Linked DNA regions of Drosophila melanogaster: region 2 is linked to region 1. A link is a contact called in public HiChIP or PLAC-seq data. All regions are on one chromosome and are shown on one strand. The core of a region is the stretch at or near the end of the contact, and the rest is flanking DNA. Distances in the headings are between cores, read along the strand shown.

Evidence for each region. HiChIP or PLAC-seq counts read pairs in DNA pulled down with a chosen protein or histone mark.
Region 2: a Psq HiChIP or PLAC-seq map of the Kc167 cell line shows a contact between it and region 1, with 4 times the contacts expected there. The contact joins the promoter of Mondo here to the promoter of Hr39 in region 1. A contact is called at or near these places in 20 of 107 Hi-C or Micro-C datasets (the Clone 8 cell line, the D17-c3 cell line, the Kc167 cell line and 10 more) and 2 of 6 datasets of contacts at active chromatin or transcription factors (both in the Kc167 cell line).

What each region holds. Positions count from the first base shown.
Region 1 is chr2L:21,235,947-21,238,544 of dm6, reverse strand. It overlaps Hr39 (Hormone receptor-like in 39), which reads right to left and starts at 1,295. Exons shown (of 8, transcript NM_165364.2): 1 at 1,141-1,295; 2 at 1-264. CG31626 reads left to right here and starts at 1,812. Exons shown (of 3, transcript NM_165362.2): 1 at 1,812-1,901. mir-9374 (mir-9374 stem loop) reads right to left here and starts at 244; the gene lies at 184-244.
Region 2 is chr2L:21,308,733-21,311,330 of dm6, reverse strand. Mondo (mondo,) reads left to right here and starts at 1,281. Exons shown (of 12, transcript NM_165367.2): 1 at 1,281-1,392; 2 at 2,393-2,598. The coding sequence starts at 2,544. It overlaps crc (cryptocephal), which reads right to left and starts at 465. Exons shown (of 5, transcript NM_080158.3): 1 at 299-465.

The DNA.
Region 1 (2,598 bases), core at 46-2,545:
ATTCCAATTGTCCCTTTCTCAGTCTATCAAGATTTTAATGTATTTCCGTTGCTGTGTTGATAAGATTTGTTACCCAAAAGCCAGTTGGGATTTCACGTTTTACTCGTTTTGTTCGACTCACATTCTAGTCACATTTTCATAGAGAATTCGTTTAATTTGCGTGCACATTATGCGTATAACATTTCTTGTGCAATATGTACCCGACTGGAAGCCACTTGATGCCAATCGAGGAAATTATTGCACGACAAATATCGGATTTTTCACCTGTGAATTAATAACGGTAAATTACTCATCCAGCGTCGCGGCGGGCGCACTTGTATGGGTTAACGAGCGAGCAAGCAAGTCAACGAATTCACAATAAAATAAACAAAATGCAGACGCGAAAAATCGACGAAACTTGTTGGAGCTGAAAACGCGGAAACTGTTGCAAGCGAATCGAAACCAGAAAAACTTTTCTGCACACTCTGTCCAATCAGAACAAACACTCGAACTCTTCTCTCCCACACACACTACACCAGCACTCACACGCACAAGTTCTGCTCTTGCACTTGCCTCTTTCTACTGCTTTCTTTGAGTCTTGGGTTTTATTTTACACGACTGCGGCGCTCTTGTTGCGTTTTCCTCACCTTTCGCAGAGTTTATTGACATTTTCAGCGTTCGCTTTGTGCGCTGCTTTCTTCGTGCGCAATCTCTTTTTTCTCTCGCCAGTCTGTTCGCTCTTTCTCTCTTTCCCTTTCTTCTCTCCGCTCACAACACTTGCTTTTTTGTTTACAATGGAACGCTCGCACACACACACTGGTAAACGGGTCACTCACACGCACACAGAATAACCTTCAATTTTATCTTATTGCGCGCGCCCCAGTCACTCGTTATTCTTAAACTTTGCCGAAATTAGGATTTGCTTTGGTTCGCTGCTGCAGCTTTAAATATCAATCAATGTCTTTGCAATGCTGGTGTGGTTAGAAATCCACATTCACCTCGACGCCTCTTCCACACACCCATACACGCAGCCACGGACGACCTTTGCGGTGCGAGCGAGACGACCCGCCACAAAAAACTCCACTTCCGCTCTCTCGTTCACCCGTTGTGCTGACGGCGAAAAGGTTTTCGAATTAAGTACATACATATATTCTTATTCACTTATTCACGGATTTAACTACATATGCCACTGTAGGCGCTACCACTCTTTTTCGCTCACAGCATGAACGGTGTTTTGCGCTCGAATCCGATTCCACAACCGCTCTAGCGATCACACGACGCAACACAGTCCCGCCTGCGACGAAGTAGCAAAATGTTTGTTTTGTTAGTGGAGCTCTCGGTCTGTTAGCGAGCGTTGCCACCTTTCTGCGAGCTGTTGCTGCACACTGCCACTTTACGAACACAGATCTGATAGCGGGACAAAATACGTCAAGGCAGCGACGGTGGGTTACTAGTGAATTTGGAACGGTGGTCTTACGACGTAATGGTCTTTTATATTTTCATTATTTTTTAAATTGTCGCTCATTTACCAATAAACCTTTTTACTTTTTCCTGATAGTCCGAAGTCAGATCAAATAGGAAGTTTCACAAAAAATTTTCATCCAGAGAAAATACGCCGACGCTATTCGAGTTTTTTGTATTCGTTAACCGGGAAAGAATAGTTCGAATTCGTTCGCACTTTATCGATAGTAGATTGCTATTATGGAGCCCACTTGTAAAATAATTTAATTCCAGACTGATAAAAGCGATCAACTTTTGTTAGTGGTTTAAGTCTATGATAATACTTAGTTCAAATTGTTTCAAAGTAGTCGATAATTTATAATAACAGTTTTAGATGACCTCTAGGAAATAACTAATTACCCACATTCTTCAAGAAGTGTTTTCAATTTGTTCTATAATTAAATAACAGTTGTATTAATTATGTAAATATTGTTACTCATAATACAAATTAAACAATATAAACACACATAAATAAGAGAATTGGAATATTTTGTCTCAGATTAGATTTTCCACACGGGAAATTTAAATCACCACGTTTGGTAATATCGTATCGTTTTATCCTAAACGAAACACGCTTATTAATACATAAGCTAATTGTTTTTATACCCGTTACTCGTAGAGTAATAGGGTTTACTAGATTCGTTGAAAAGTATGTAATAGGCAGAAGGAAGCGTTTCCGGCCATATTAAGTATATATTCTTGATCAGGATAAATAGCGGAGTCGAACTGGTCATGTCCGTCTGTCCATATGAACGTCGAGATATCAGGAACTATAAAAGCTAGAAAGGTTGAGCATCGACTCGGCTTAATAAGAATATATTTTATATCTGTTAGACATTTTATCGGATGAATTGTAACAGGTATAATAAACGATTTCTTATATATCGTCAGACATGTGTGTATATTTTGAACGAAACAACTTAAATTAGTTTGTAATGTTATTTTATAAATTCCATCCTAATAAATATTACTGGATTTGCAATGAGTTCCTTAGAACATATTAGTACTCGTGTTTCACTAACCATGTCCATCAAGCTGACACTGCTATGAATGGGTATGTGTGATGGGTATCTGGTGGACAAGCTCTGATCTAAATGGTGTTGTCCATCCCAATAGCAC
Region 2 (2,598 bases), core at 32-2,531, 73 kb before region 1:
GTGTCCGCTTGGGGTAGTCCTTACTGTGGTGAGTCATCTCATTTTCGCACGTGCAGGCGACTTGCAACGCACATTACTCAACTCCAGTCGGCGATTGCGTCAGCCAATTTCTTTACCTTTACCAGGTGGCATGCCCCACTGAGTTTTGATTTGCCACGTTCGCCCGGTCAATTGAAAATCCATACAAGGCAATGCCACCAACACACGTGCAGCAACAATGAATGAGTAGAACGCCAAGTGCGGCAGTGTGCGTGATAAATTGCGAAATTAGCGAGAATTTAGCTTGGTGTATACTCACTTTTGATTTTTATACGTTTCCATTTTGTTGTGTTTGGGCACCTAGGTGCTGCTTGTTTTTGCTTGCGCGCAAACTATAGAGCCATCTTTAGGTTAATATAAATGCCGAAATCGTGAGAGAAAATAACAATTGAACCTTTTTGCGTTTCATTTGGAACGGTAATGAGTGTTGGAATCAGTGTTACCAGATCGGGAAATGCCTTGCTACTTTCTACTAAATAATCCCACCCCTTTTTCTCACAAATCTAAAGCGCACAAAATCATTCGTAAAGTATTATTAAATGACTATATAAAAATTTTGAACTGAACAGCAATTTCATTAAGAACCTTCTAACAGTACAAATGAAAAAATTCTCTGAAAGTATAATGTCTAATATAAGCCCGAGAAAGGTATTTAAGCAAAAGAACATGGGAGTGCGAAATCCTCTAGTCTGCTGATAAAGAATTAGGCAGTTACACTACTTTGTAACAAGGTGTGCAGTTTGAATACTTATTATTAAATTTTAACCGGAACTAATTCAATGTTTATCGATAGTTTTTTGATGTGTGATCACTAATTTTATTCTGGGTATTCTATTCTCTAACTTAAACAATATAGTGAACATAAAGGGAAAATATCCATTTTACATAATTTTTCCTAATTACTTAAGCACAACAATGTTTAAAAAACACATTACATTTGAGTATAATATATGTATATATTCTAGTTTTTCCTATTAGTCTCAACGCATTAACTTTTTATTGATGCGGTTTCAAGGTGCTGTCGGAAAAAGATATAATAGCAATTCCATAAAACTGGAAACTAATTACGGGAAATAGCCGTCCTAAATTCATTGTATTGCAATTTCGGAGCAGGAAACATATGACCTCGTATGCTGCCCTTCCCAATCTTTACGTTTGGGGTGATTATGCTCATTCTTGCGTTTTTCGGCTCGCAGCTTTCAGCCATTTTTAGGAAGAGGGTGCTGTTTATCAGAGCCACCAAATGCTTGACAACCCTGATGGGATGGTGAGGGCTCGCTACCCGCAATAGGTTAATGTGTGCTATATTGTGATTAAACTACGTAGAAGCTTTGTGTTGCGCGTGTGTGCGTGGTATTGGTAGTCCGTCGTGCCTGCTAACTGCCCGTGTTTCTGCTATAGGGGGCAGTTGCAGTTGTACCGAAATTGTGGTGCGCGTGCATGCGCGTGTATATGAGTGGGAACGGAAAAAGGCAAAATGCAAAGGCAGCGCTGAGCCAGAGGTCAAAAGTGCAAACACAGAACTGCTTGTGGAGTGCATACTCTGGATGGCAAGGCCGAATGCCAGGAGTCAAATCGACTGAGCTCCATATAGTAATAGTGGAGAGGGGGACAACATTGCTGCCTGACATCTGCGCATATAGAAGAACACGTACATACATACATATACATATGTATGTACGTTTTCCTAGCTGATAAGCAACGCTAGCGAGGTAGGGAGAGAGAGAGATTTCGCGTCAGCTGTTCATTGTTGTGTTGTGTGCGGCGCACAGGTTATGTGCGTTTCGCAGCTTCGTTCTCCGATCAGTTCTGTTTGTGGAATGAAACCGATCGTTCTGCGCTGGTTCTGCCCGCCTTGTTGGCCTTCCATCAGATCCGCGTGTGTTTACGAGTAGTTGGGGCTTCACTATCTGTTCAAGGAGCTACAAGCGGCCACTGACGTCTCGTTCTGACGTCCGTATCCCCAGCCAACCCCGCCGCGATTGTGTGTGTGTGTGTGTGTGCGAAAATTGTTGTTATTGTGCTGTGTGACGCATATAACGGCAAAAGCGGGGCGTGTTTGCCATTAGAGAAGCTTCGCTCCGGAAAAAGCAACAATTGGACAGGTGTCGATGACGAAAAGCTGAAGGTGTCGGGCATTGTAAACAAATCAAAATCTTAAAACCGTGCTATGTCTCTATCAAATAATCGCTTATTTTAGTAATTTAGTTAATAGAATGACAAGGACAAACACTAGATGAGAGAATTAATAAATGTGTTAACCACGAGGCAAGACAAAACATATTTTTTTTTATAGTCTGCGAACGTTTACATATTTTGAAATGATGGAAAAACCCCATCCAAATTAAAAAAGGGTCAGCACCAGCTTTTAAAAGCCTTTACTACGCGAGAGACATTAAAAAACCATTAAATGTGCCCTCGCCATATCGACATAATCTGCAACCGCCAAAATTTTGGCTCAACAGTAAACTATTTGCATAGGCATCCCCTGGCACCTGTTGAAAATGATGCTGAATAAACACGAGGGATACCAACGCACAAGCCAAATGTTTCCCCACC